Linked DNA regions of Astyanax mexicanus: region 2 is linked to region 1. Evidence: chromatin contacts called from public Hi-C data. All regions are on one chromosome and are shown on one strand. The core of a region is the stretch at or near the end of the contact, and the rest is flanking DNA. Distances in the headings are between cores, read along the strand shown.

The links. Hi-C and Micro-C count contacts between places; a contact is called where the count stands out from the background.
Region 2: a contact with region 1 is called in a Hi-C map of muscle, with 17 times the contacts expected there. The contact joins the promoter of akap13 here to the enhancer-like site in region 1. A contact is called at or near these places in 2 of 3 Hi-C or Micro-C datasets (both in muscle).

The regions. Positions count from the first base shown.
Region 1 is chr10:9,911,154-9,918,550 of AstMex3_surface, forward strand. akap13 (A-kinase anchoring protein 13) reads right to left here. Exons shown (of 41, transcript XM_049484323.1): 5 at 96-282. Among protein-coding and RNA genes, the nearest start is that of akap13, 53 kb to the right of the region's middle. Within about 2 kb of position 2,693, the one cell type or tissue checked has an H3K27ac peak away from gene starts, as active enhancers do.
Region 2 is chr10:9,963,654-9,971,050 of AstMex3_surface, forward strand. It overlaps akap13 (A-kinase anchoring protein 13), which reads right to left and starts at 4,045. Exons shown (of 41, transcript XM_049484323.1): 1 at 3,864-4,045.

The sequences.
Region 1 (7,397 bases), core at 1,443-3,942:
CTATTGCTGTGAAAAATGATTAATTATAATGTGGTTAAAGGTCTTAGTCTGACACATTTTATCTTTAGTGTGTACCCTTGTGTGTGTGTACTCACTCTGAGAGTAGGTGCTGCAGTTGAGAGTGTCCTCTTTTGTGTGCTACTCCTGCAGGTGTGTGTCCCTGTTTGTTTGGGTGTCTCAGGGCGTCCTGGCCGCCCGGTTGCTGCAGCAGGAACAGTGCCACCCTCCGCAGACCACGCCGCGCCGCAAAGTGCAGCAGAGTCTCATGGGGTCCAGGATCTGCTGGCAAACACACACACAAAATATTAAGACAAAAAGAAAAACATAGATTCAACACAGAATAGTTCTAACTAGTGATACTAGTTCTTTGTTATTTTTTATTGAAACGCAGCTTTAACATTTGAGTAATGTTCTAAACCATATTATGGCACAATCTACTCAATTAAATAAAGAAAAAAAAAATACTTTAAAAATTTTCCTTAATACCCTTAAGTGCAGTCAAAACACCATCAAAAACTTTATGATGAAAATGGCTCTCATCTGGCCCACCCTAAGAAAGTAAGCACAAGAGTGTTCGCTGTTGCACAGGATTAGTTCAGCAAAGTTACCAGCCTCAAAAACTGCAATTTAACAGCACTCCAGATAAGAGCACCTAAATACTACATGATTCTTTATGTATTCACTCATAGTCTGAATGACTTCAGTACTTACTTACAATGTAGGAAAAAAATAAAATAAAATAATAAAACTGAATGAGAAGGTGTGTATTTGACTTGTACTGTATACATGATACTATTTAATAATGTAATTGTGACTTATCACAATTATAGCACAACTATACAATTATATTTACAGGTACACACTTTTTAAAATGAAGGTCAGGTGAATGACTCAAGAGTTAACATGTATTAGTGATATGTTTTGTTACATTACCATAATTTCAACACATTCAATACCATATCAAACCGTTTATATCCTCCATATCCATATCTCTTTTTCAAAAAGAGCCAATTTAATTCAGTTTAATCTGTAGCATGCATGTTCTTAAAGAGTAAAGAGTAAAATAAAGTGCTTACAGCTGATCCAGAGTTACGGCTGCTGTTCACAGTCAGAACATTACTGCTGCTCCTGCTATCAGGAACATTAACGGCTCCGGTTCTTTAGACGCAGTGTAAGAGCTCAGATCTGCGCTGTGAGAACTATCCTCCAGCCTGAGCTCATTAAAAGGGTTTGTTGAGCCAAACACTGATAACACTTAGACCCGCCCACTTACTGCCTTGGCCAATGAGCTGCAGCTCCATCACTTCATAAAAACAGACAGACCAATGAGTGAAGAGCTGGACCCTGAGCTACCTCTGCAAGCAGGGATTCTGGGTAGAGCTGAGCAGGCCAAGTTAAAAACAGAGATGAATAATTTACAGCAGAGACCAAACAGAGCACAAGCAGAGCCTCTTTACTGGTTTCCAGCGTAATGAAAGATTACTGGTGGCTATTCTGGAGTGTGACAGTGAGAGAGAAACTGGAGCTAGTGGTCAACAGAGGAGAGACAGTGGGGGGATTGTTCTAGGCTGTTAATGAAAGGCTGGGAATGGGATCGCTCAGTTAAACGAGCCGCTGGGGATTTAAAGACTAATTTGGATACTCAGCCTAGAGAGAGAGAGAGAGAGAGAGGCTAGTGAAGTGCATTCACTCAGTCTGAGTGGGTGACGCTGAGGGTAGGCTGGGTGTAGATTGTGTTATTAAAGCATAGTTAGGAAAAAATCCTATTAATACACACAAGGTCAAAAATGAGCTATACAATATGTTTATAAAGTTCTCTGCACAAAATCCCTGTCACATAAAGAGATCTCATCAGCTCTATTCCTGCCAGTTTTAGTCCCTTTAGAATAAGCTGTTTATGGGCTCTGTCAGCTTGTGCTTAAATGCAAAATGCGAACAAGCTAGTCCATGCTTAACTGTGATAAAAACACAAAACTCCTTATTTGAAAGTACTAACATCTCTCATCTACTGACTTGCCACATACAGTAGGTACAGATCCCTTCCTCAGACAAAGTCTACTGGCTAATCCTGTTGTGTACTGTTTGAAGTTCTCAAACAAAATGACCGAAATTATATTTATATTTTTAAAGCACACAAAAAATGAGTTTTGCATATGTCACATTTAAAAATAAAATAAACATTGTTTGGTATATTTTGGTATATTTGGTATATTTTCCTTACAATTTCTATTAATTTACCAGTAATGATAATATGAGTAAAAATTTAAGGAAAAGAGTTCAACAAGTCCTACAATCTAAAAAAATAATCCAACAAAATCCTAAGGGGTCCTGTTATTACTGTTAAACTATCAAAAATAAAGTATAGCGGCAAGCGCATATGTAAGTCTTTTGAGCCTTGGTATGGGTTCTCAAAGACCAATATGGTTCAATCGTTTTAAATTGTCTCTGACAAATTATTAATAAATTATTCATTAAAAGGTAAATTAGTGCTATATAGCTGGAAGCTGTGAATAGAAAAATGTCCCTGGACAGTGATATACTGTAGCTCCTATAGGGGGCGATAAAGGATCAGGCTTTGGGCACAGTGCCCATTGGTCAATTCAATTCCAGAGCAGGTCCAGGTGCCCAGCGCCAGCTGCAGGAAACACCGGCACTCACACACCACCAGCAACACACTCAGAGGAATTTCATTTTCCAAAACACACACACTCAACCCCATAAACACACAGACACTCAAACACACACACACTCTCTAATGCAGTACTGTCAGACGATCCCTATGGCAGTGTCTGCAGTCTGAAACAGGGGAAATACTGAAGGACAAATAAAATAGTCAGCATATTACAGGAAACGCACTCAGCTGTTCACCATCTCTTCATAAAAGCCTGTGTTTATTTATTTGTTTGGGTATTTACTGCTGCTACACTACCTGCATGACATCATTGCTAAATTAGGAGCTGACAAATATTGTAAACTCCATGACATCATTTAACATCAACACAAAAAGCAGCAGAGAAGATGAGGTCACATAGGCATCGTCTCCAGGCAGACTAAAGGGCACTGCCGAGACCTCATGCAAAATAAATGGTACGTTATGAAGCATTGATATATTATCATTATTTCTGATTTGTAAATATTCAAACTTTTGAAGTCTGTTAAACTGCATCTTTACTCAAACTTTATTATTACAGAATACAATTAATACTATTAAACACCCAGAAATGATGCATAAGGCATACCGGATTATAAAGAGCATTTAAGCAACAATAGTAGAGAACAAGGGTGACACCATGTTTCTCTTCTATCTTTAGCACTCCTGATGATGTATCGGGTGCTTGAAAGGTTGTACCAAATCTTAGGGTGGAGGATTTCATCTCTTCCCCTTGTAACTCAGTGAAAAGAAAGGGTAGGGGTAAGTGTAAGGGGCCAAGGAGTAAAATTAAATTGGGCCTAGCCGTAGTTAGCAGCAGCAATTAGCGCTAGTATATGACGCCAGATAGCACTACACTGAGGAACCCTGAATGTTCTGGTAACCTAAGACTCTACCATGTTAAAACAAGCTACGTGTAACAAATCTCTAGCTGATAAACACGCAGACTACAGTCCAATATACTCACCTCTAAATGGCGAAAGAATCTAATGCTACTGTTAGCAGCTAATGCTAATACTGCTCCAGCCCCTGTATAACACTATACTTCAGCAGAGTGGCTTTACTGCTCCTTACAAACTGATTGGTAAAATTCATGCATAAGACACACTTACAATTTTTGGGAAAATGTAAGGATATTAAGTGTGGTTTATATCGTAAAAAATACGGTAATATAGTGTCTAAATACTATTATAGTGAAACTATACTGTATAGATAATACAGTATATACAAACAAAAAAAAGAGTTTTATTATATGTTTTCACATTTTTCTTCATAAGTGCTGGTATAATTAATCGTTCTGCCAATGATAGCAAGCCGTCCTGGCCCATGAACTTCTTATTTAAACCAAAAGATCTATTGTATTTTTACCCCTCTGGCTTATTCATATGAGCTTTAAAAACAGCAGACCGCAATGTTCTTTTCCAGTTTCCCAAAACAGTGTCTCAGGTATCAGGTGTTTTAATAACTATTTAATGTAATAGGTTAAGTGATGTGCGAACAGAACTTTTCACACCAAATCCAAATCTGACTTACTTTGTTTACATATTAACCTTTTCTATTTCCAATAAGCAGTTCTGCATGTTACTAATATCATATATCCCGGTATGAGATTAGACTGATCTTTAGAGATAAGAGTGAAAACTGGCAGGCTGGCAGGGCAGTAGAGGCCTGACTATTTATAATCTAATACAATTTCACTGATAATCGTCTCCGGCTAACGTTACAAAGAACAAATCTGGCTCTCTGACAAATGAGCAGCATTCCACAAACGCAAATTCCCCAATTCACTCACACATCACTGCTACCAGCATAATACAACAAGTTAAGAATATCTATGATGATGTCAGATGACAGTATAAAATAAAGCACCTATTTAAAATATCGACACCTTTCTAAAATAAACTTTTTTTTTTTTAAGTTTTTAGAAAACACAAAAAACATATGGTTATTTAAACATTAGCAATGGTTTAAGAGAATAGTCGAGCAACAGAACCAACCAACAACTTTCCTCATTTAAAATCTTTAAAAATATTGATTGGCAAGACAGAACAGTTAACATATTAACAGCCACACTTCTAGCTAGCTTTATAGACTTAACTAAGATGAAGAGTAAAAATCCAGATCAAATATATAAATATATATATATATATATATATATATATATATATATATATATATATATATATATATATATAAAAATATATATATATATATATATATATATATATATATATATATATATATATATATATATATATATATATATATATATATTACCACAAGTGGCCAGCATTATTAGGAAATTTAAAAAGTAAATTGTTATACGATTATTTCAGAAAGGTGGTGATATCTTTAATTTGACACAATTTGGTAAATTCAGTGAACCATGAAAAGCTGTCTACAATGTTTTTTTGTTTGTTTAAAGTTTTGTTTACTTATTTACATTGAACACTGACAAGTCATTGCATTCACATGAAAAACTACATTTTTGCCAATACTTTTTTGACATGATTTGAATCTTCGGAAGTAAGTCAGAATTCATTTGAACTTGGGATTAAAAAAAGGAACTTTTTACACTAAAATTATTTTTTTTTCCTGTTCCTGTCAAGTTGTTGTTTTGGTGATATAAGATTAGTATTACTTATTACAGCATGAGTTGGGTGACATCGATACTTTGCATAATATGTGCCAAATGCAGAGAGCACACACAACAACGTAAAAACAACCACAACGACACCCTAGCGCACAAAAGCAGAGAGTGCACGCAGAAACACAGTAATTATTGAAATTGTCGGCACAACGCCGCTGTGCTAAAATCTCAGGTGTTCGCTTACTCACTCACCCTCTCCCCTCTCTCTCTCACTCGCGCTTGTCTCTTGCTTACTTGTACTGTCTTTCTCTCACACACTCCATCTCCCCTCCCTCTCTCTCTCCTGAGATATTATAATACAGTTAAAAAGCTCTAGTCTGTCTGACCTAAACCACACTACACTATTGTAACTGCCCCACCATACAGGAAAGTAGCAGCATTCAAAATAAGAATCATGATTATAATTAATTTAAGTTATTGATACCACTAATATAATTTCATTTAATTTTGTTAATGTAATGCTGATATTTTAAATAAAAAAGTAGTCCTAAAACTGAAATGCATGAAGCAATATGCATAGGAAAAATATTTGCAGTTTAAGCACAAGCAATGTTTTTTTCATGCTTGCTGTTTGTTCCAAAAAGGTCCAAATAGATGGAGTCTTTTATGGTGACAGTATAAGAATGAGATTATTTATGTCGGCTGTTAAATAAATACAATGCGTGAAAATAATGATCATTTTTTTTTATTTTTTGTGTTACAATTTAGAAAAAGATATCAAAAAATGTTTTTTTTTATGGTAAATAATAGGACTGGACGGCAAAATCAGTACCAGACTGAGATTAAACTGGTTAGGGAACTCTGGAAGTGGTGGGGTTACAGCTGATAGAATAATTTTTACATAGATTATTTTACTAATTATTCATTTATTTTTTTAATGAACCAAATATTTTTTCCAAAAATAAAATTGTTAATAAAATCACTACGTTATCACTCTCTCATTCCCTATATAGACACTGTGTTGGAGTTATGTTATGATAGTGATGATAAGCATCTTCAGAATTGATTCACAGCCTTTCAGGAAAAAAACTAAACGATTAGACCTGAAACGCACAGTTTAACTGGGTGGGAATGTTTTCTTTGGAAGTATGTGAGCTGGGAGTCAGAGTGTGAAGCATGGAGAACGTGGGCAGTGCAGTGACTGATAATGAGCTGATATGGGGGTGAAAAAAAAAACGAACCAAGTGAGTTTAATAAACATACAAACACACACAGACACGACTCCCCTACCTTGGTGGAGTGTGCACTGATGTTATACTTATGTTGGTGTGTGTTAGAGTGTGGTTCATTGCGGAACCAAAGAACATTTTTTATAATAGCTTTACTTTTAATATGTTTCCCTGTGTGAGTGTATATTTTAGAATGTGTTTGTGCTGGTGTGCATATTAGTGTGCATGCTAAATACCATAATATTAAACCATATTATAAAAAACTGGTGTTAAATTATCAGCTTGTGAACAATTGCATGCTGTACTGCTGTACTGTCTATGACTAAGTGCTTGAAGCACAATGTTTGCCTGTGTTGGAGTGTGTATTAGAGCATATGCTGTAGTGTGTGTACCTGTGTTGGAGTGTGTATTAGAGCATGTGCTGGAGTGTGTGTACACAAACTCCAGCACACACTCCAACACAGTTACACACACTCCATTACATGCTCTAATACACACTCCAGCACAGGTAAACATTGTGCTTCAATACCCGTACCTCTGTGTGCCTGTGCTGAACTGTGTGCTGGAGTGTGTGTTCCCGTGTTGGAGCATGTGCTGGAGTGTGTGTACCTGTGTTGAAGTGTGTGGACCTGTGCTAGAGTGTTTGTGCTGGAGTGTGTGTCCCTCTGCTGGAGTGTGTATAAGAGAATGTGCTGGAGTGTGTGTTTCTGTGTTGGAGTATGTGCTGGACTGTATATATCTGTGTTGGAGGTTGTGTACCTGTGTTGGAGCATGTGCTGGAGTGTGTGTACCTGTGTTGGAGTGTATGCATCTGTGTTGGAGTGTGTGCAGAAGTTTGTGGACCTGTGCTGGAGTGTGTGTCCCTCTGCTGGAGTGTATATTAGAGAATGTACTGGAGTGTGTGTTTCTGTGTTGGAGTATGTGCTGG
Region 2 (7,397 bases), core at 2,795-5,294, 54 kb after region 1:
AATGGAAGTATATGTAAAATGTCTCTTTTTGTGCATGCTCTTTTAAACCTTTTTAATATTATTCTGGTTTAAAGGAACAATAATATCTTATTTTCGACTGGATGGACTCAAAATCCCTAAACATTAAACATACAATATAATGTCCACATTTCACATATAGTTCACATCCCTTCTAATAAACACATGGGGTGGAGACACATTTGCTAGAATAAATCAAAGCCCCTCTCTATGCCCTTAAATATTAGCAATGTGCTGATTCCACCGTAGCTACAGTAAGGTAGTAAATCATTCTATGATTCTATGTAGTGACTTAGAACAACATTTGTGGAATTACAGTTAATTGCAAATCTGTACTTCTGTTTAATACGAATATAGAGAAATCCATAGGAATTGTCAGTACAATGACTGTTTTAAACAGTTTCTGTAGTCTAATTTTTGGTTGCATCAAATCTATCTGTTTCTGATATTGGGTATTTTTTATGAGATACTGGCCAGCCCACCCAAAGCCCTTCTGTCCTCTCCACCTCCTGCGCCAATGGGTTTAAAACCCCAGAATTGTGAAGTAGGACTGTGATCTACTGAATAAATGTTACTCCATGCTCAGTGCAGTTCTTTTGGGATGAGTTGGGGATAATGTGTGGTGATCCTGACCTCTTTAATCGATTGGTCACTAAATGCAATCCTCCAATATCTATTAAAAAGAATAACACGGACCGTTACGAACATTGCTCCAGAACAAACTCTTCTATAATACCCAGAATTTCAATAGAAGCAATCAGTGAGAAGCTTTTCCAAAACGTGTCCATATAGGGTGCATTGTTAATAAGTATGAGACATGTTAGAGCTTGTCTGCACACCTCCAGCTCATCTACATTCAGACAGAGAGAAGAATCCGAGAAGAATCCAAGAAGAACCCAAAGCCTGAAGAAAGCCGGGGGTGTTTAAAGACCTGTAGTCTTAACAACAACAAACTGAGGGATGCACGAGGGACATGAAAAACATGAAATATTTCCCACACTGCAACACAGGATAGCCCTGTAGTTCATATCAGCATCCTTCTCATATAAGCTCCTCTTCATTTCCATACGTTTCTGCTAACTGTAACAAAGAAAGCTAAATGTTGAGTGTCTTCAGGAGGTCTCAGAAGGTCTTTAATCCTCTGTGATGCCACAGTCATCTGTCAGTAATCGGGAGTTCAAAAGTGCATAATTGTCCCTTTTCTCTCTGGGTTGGTAGAATGACAGTAGTTACATTGATATAATGTACAGTATATCTTATTGACTGGCAGGTAAAACATAAATGTGTTGGCTCCTAGGACTTTCTTAGCTTGCTCACAATGCGCAACAACACTGCTAAATAGACCAACGAAGTCTCACTTTAATGCACCTTAATTGTTTTGCAAAATACATTTAAGTATATTCAGAAATATAAACCATATACATAAACATTGAAAATCAAATGAAATAGCAAAATGTCAAACTCAAGACCATCTACAAACTAATCACTCCCTCCCCCTCCCTCAATATTAGACACTAGCATGGCAGGTGTCAGTCAACCCATGTAGCAAAATTAGCAGCTAGTGTTCTCCTCCAATCGTGTTGCGCTTTAGTGGACTTGCTTTAGTGGACTTACAGCCTGAAAAGATGGTGGAGCTCAGTCACATTTCAAAGAAATACCATGCTAGCCTTCATTCTAGCATAACATACTGTAACAGTGTGAGAATGTTGTAGACAAGGGGAGATCTACCACAATGATGTTTGTAACAAGATGTTATCAGAACCTTCAGGAAAAGAACCTGAGGAACCATTTTTAATCGTTTAGCTTCCATAATTTATTATTCCATAATATATTCAATAAACTTAATGAAACCCAGCAAAAGCCCCAGTGCTAACTGACTTAATTTCCTCTGCTTTTAACAGAGACAAAACATTTCACTTGGTGAGTTTTGTAGAATAATACTCCTGTTAAGAATTTAGCCCACATTCTGAACTACTTCTCAAAGTTAAACAAGGACGTTCAGTGGATACAGTGGTAGCAGCAGTTAAGGGGGCAGTCTGAATATTTGCATGGCTACAGGGAGTGCAGGACAATGTGGGACTGCAATTTTCATATCCTAACTGAATAAACTGCTGGAGAAGTAGGTTATTCTTTTCGCTCGTTTCCTATAAATGGTTCTACATGAGGTTGTTAGTTTGGATGCACAGTAATGGGAATAGTGGGCTGACATACCGTACATTATATATTATAATGTATGTCAGAGAGCGAGAGAGAGAGACAGCTCTGGAAAAAATTAAAAGACCACTTCAGTATTTGAATCAGTTTCTCTGATTTTGCTATTTATAGGTTTATGTTTGAGTAAAATGAACATAGTTGTTTTATTCTATAATCTACAGACAACATTTCTCCCAAATTCCAAATAAAACTATTGCCATTTACAGCATTTATTTGCAGAAAATGAGAAATGGCTGTAACAACAAAAGATGCAGAGCTTTCAAACCTCAAATAATGCAACTGTTTTTAATCACAGTTTTCATTCATCTTAACATGTGCTACTCCAGAAGTCTTACACACTGCTTTTGGGTAACTTTATGCCACACCTTGGTTTGATGGCTTGTGATCATCCATCCTCTTCTTGATTACATTCAGAGGTTTTCAATTTGTATGTATATATGTGTATGTGATTTTGTATTTTGACATTTTGCCTTAAAAGAAATACAAGGAGGTTATGTTTGCACAATGCACTGTGTTTAATATATATTTGAAGTATAGAATTTATTTATTTATTTATTTATTTATTTTACAATATCACCCGTCCCTACACGGAAATATCTTTAAATATTGGAATATAATATTTTACCACATTGTCCACCCCTATGTTAAACCAAAACAAAGGCATGGTTTCATTCACTCTTCCAAGCAGTCCTACTTCCAACATGAGCTCCTACTTTTGACAAATGAGGAAAATAATAACTGAGTTAAAAAGTGAAATCATGGAAATTAATATCTTTAAAGCAACTAGAAACACAAACTAAACTGCAGACAAAATTCATGCACTTCTTAATGTGTCCTCCAGAGGGATACCTGATTTTGTAAGATATGGCTTTGCCAAATTGCACTGTCTTTATTTCTTACATTAGTTATCGACCACCCAGGTGCTGCATATCTGTATTTACCAAACAGTGCTGTTAACTTGTGGTTTCTGAGGCTGGTAACTCTAAGGAACTGTGCAGCAGTGATAACTCTTCATCTTCTTTTCCTGGTGTGTTACTTATGAGAGCCAGTTCCATCATAGCATTTTTGATGGTCTTTTCAACTGTACTTAAGGATAATTTTAAAGATCTTTAAAATCTTTTTTACTATTGACTGACCTTCATTTTTCAAATAAAGAACTAATAATTTAAATCAATATGAGAATCACTCATATATTTGAAGAAGTTCAAGTTAGTTTTTTTACACTATTGCGCAGCCCTACATGAAAATGTCTTTAAATATTGTGATAATATTTTAACCACATTGCCCTCCCCTATGTTGAATCCTTGTAGAACCAAAACAAACGCATGGTTTCCTTCACTCTCACAGGCAGCACAACGCTTAACATGAGCTCCTACTTTTGACAAATGAGGAAAAATAATAACAAAAAGTGAAAATATGGAACATAGTATCTTTAAAGCAACTAAAAACACAAACTAAACTGAAGCCAAACTTTATGCACAAGCCAAAGTTGAAAACTAGGCTCTTTTATAAAACTATAAATCTCGGAAAATGCCCCGAAAAACCACAGAAACAGGAGAAACGTGAGAAAATTGTGTATTGTATGCAGTATTGCAGTAATAACAGTAGATAGTACACAGGCTCTCTCTCACCTCGGGGTCCGCCGTGCTCAGATCCTCCTGCTGCCTTTCAGAAACACTCATACCCTCTCACCCACCAACACACCACTCTCCAGCACGGGTTAAACAGCGCCTATCCGCTCCAGAGCCGCTCTTCTCCTCGGACTGGACTGGGTTTGGTCTAATCGCGGTTAAAAATCCTGTTTTTTGGGGCAGAAAGCGCCCACTCGCTCCACGCTGAGCTAAACTTGTGCTGCTGTGGCGGAGCGGCCATCTGGAGCGCTGCCTCTAGCGGCCGATCTGAGGAACTGCAGCCCGCGGCTGAAAACACGCGGCCCCTGCAGACGGCGGGTCTCAGCGGCTGCTGGAGATGAACTGCGCCTCGCCGCGGTCAGGGCCAGCCGGGCCCTTATTAACACTAACACAGGTGCTCACAGTATTCTCATTCACTGCAAAAAAATTCCATTAGGGACAAAAGTTTAGGCCATACCACATATAGGGCCTATAGTGCACTACATAAAAATAAGGTAAGAATGTATTTGTGCTTCATTACTTGACACCTCTGGGCTCTAAACCCACCACCTCAGCACCATACGCATCATCATTCCATAGGCTACAATGTGTGTAACATATCCACTATTATTAACATTATTTGTAATTAGCTTACATCATACAAGCGTCATTTTGGCTATTTTAACCTTAAGGGGTAGCAAACTCACAAAAATGTTCTAATTATTTTCACATTTAAATACGGACTGGTATATAAGTGGCATATTCATTTAACTATTTGAAAGTAACATCATTCACTGTGAACAACTTAACCAGTTTAATTTCTTTAGTTTCAGCAATTGACTAATTTAAATGCACATTTTTTTAAGTATGTGCGAAGATGTAAATATAAACCCCAAACCCAAAATAAACCACTGATGGTCAAATATTTACTTTCTTGTTTTGTCCTCCAGAGGGATAATTCCTCTTGTGAGACTTGGATTTGCCAAATTGCAACTCACAGTAGTTAGCACCAGATCTCTTGGCGTTTGTGGCAAATTATGTTAATGCATCAGAGTTCCTTTGATTTGCAAGAAATTGCCTGAATATGATTAACAGTAAGGTTTAAAAGAGAGAGGACTATAAGAAAAGATGTTTATATTAGAGAAAGCACTATATTAAAATAAAAATTATTGCGAGGAGAACCAGTTTCATCCATATTTAGATGACTCTACCCCTAATCCCAAATCCCAAAATGTGCAAAGCTGTCATTTTAGCAAGAGGTGCTACTCTAAAGAATTCAAAATATAAAACATAGTCTGGTTTGTTTAACCTTTTTGTTTGTTTACTAAATATTCCACTATATATTTCCGTATAGTCTGTATTAGTTTATTATTAATCTAAAATGCAAAACATTTCAAAATAATAAAAAAATCACTGAATTTAAGGTGTGTTACTTTTAATTGGTACTGTATACATGCAACATCAAATCCACCAAATCTTTATCTTTATGTTATTAATTTTAAGGTTGATAATGGTAAAAATTAGCAAACAGGACTAATAAATCTAAATTATTTAGGAACTACTTTATTGTAAATATATAATCCTTTACCTTTTATATATAATAGCATGTGTATATTATGTTCAGTTCTGTCAGCAGCTCACCTGATTTACCAAATTACCAAACCAGGTGTAGATATGATGATAAATAACTCTATTAAACTCAGATGAGGAGGAGAGATTAGGAGATGTTTAAAAAAACAGGAAAACAGGGCTATAAAAGCTCTGTTTTTTGTAAAATTGCTGTTTGTATTTATTGTATTTTTAGTGTTTTAGAGCTAACAATCACTTACTTCACAGATAAGAAGCTTTTTCTTTACTGAAATCCCCACAGGTGCCTAAATCTTTTGCACAGTACTGTATGTTTCGTTCAGAAATATGTTGTTACTAACAGAAATATTTTTAATGTAATAAATTAAATTGTGCAATTTACGGATAATATATGCTTTCAAATTAGCTTTTTTATACCATATCAGCTTCTGGAGACAAATATCGCACAGGGAACCTCGACTACGCTCCCTCTCCCTGTATTCTCCTCAGCCTCTCGTTTCTCTGTCGCCGCGTGCTGTTAAACGCTGTACATTAGCACTGGTCTCTGCGTTCTTAATCACGCCCTATCACAGGAATAGTGCACTATATTGTGTGTTAACCAATGGTAAACACTGCACTGTTTCTGTGATAGGGAGGGAGTGATTTAGAACGCACCACCGCGCTGCCCCCCCTCTATGATATGGCAAGCCAAATGGGTCAGAATTCGCCTGGGTCTGACGGCGCTTAAAGCGTGCGTAATACTTAAAAAACGCCGTCCAAAACGCCGTGCAGGGCTTACTTTTACGCCTTGGAACAAACGCGAGGCGCCGCCAGGCGTTTAAGAGCGTGTGGCGGCGCCAGGCGCTTACATAACGCCACCACGCGTTTTCATAACGCCTCCAGGCGTTCCATATGCAAAAACCGACAGAATATACATATCCCCTCCTTCTCCAAGCAGTTCAGCCCTCTGACTCTGTCAGGGAACTATATCTCCTGTTAAAATAAAAGCCCCCAAGTGCTTCAAATGTCTGCTGTGTTATTAGATGTGCTAGATTCATGTATTTCTGGCTAAACTGGGCTTTGCAAAATGTAGTCCCTGATTAAAACATAACAAAATGTAATCAAATGTACTTATTTTTTATCAACTCTTTCATTGCTGGCCTATTTAGTAATCATGTTTAATTTGTCTGATGCCGCAAGACCTGAGCCAGCCAACACACACACACACACACACACACACACACACACACACACACACACACACACACACACACACACACACACACACACACACTCTCTCTCTCTCGAAGGCATTGGGGATTTTAATAAAACGCGCAATACAGAGACCACCACAGCATACAGAATGAATGCATAAATGGAGAAATTAGGAAATCAACCGGACACACAAAATCCAGCAACACATTTAGCAGATCTGTGTAGAGATTCTATACGTTTTAGGGTCACTCTTAAAAAAATAAAAACTGTTCACTATGAGATCGTAATATTCCGAATCATTCAGTATTCAAGGTATTCCTTAATTAAATTGTTTTTGATCATGGTACATCCTTATATTATTTTTTGCTTTCTTACTTTTTAAATAAAAGCCCTTTTTGTATCGCTGCCGCTCAAACGGGCAGCGTGGGTCTAAAATGAGCCACATTCATTTTCTATGCTACTTCAAGTATGGCTGTGTGGTTCTATGATATATTTTAGCAATGCATTAATTCCGTCGTTCAGAATTTAATTGACGAATTTATGAATGAGTGTTTCTTTTGCACAAATCTTCATTTTCATTCTCCTTACACAGGTTTACACACGGGTCAGACACAACGCACATGAATTTACCATTTCACAGCTCAGCACAGCTCCCTACTGTTTTACGATAACATCACCTTAGAAAATATTTGATGCCACTAGTGAAAGATAACTGTATATAATATTTGATTAGGATTAGGTTACCATTAGAGTGAGAATATTACCTGTCAGAAA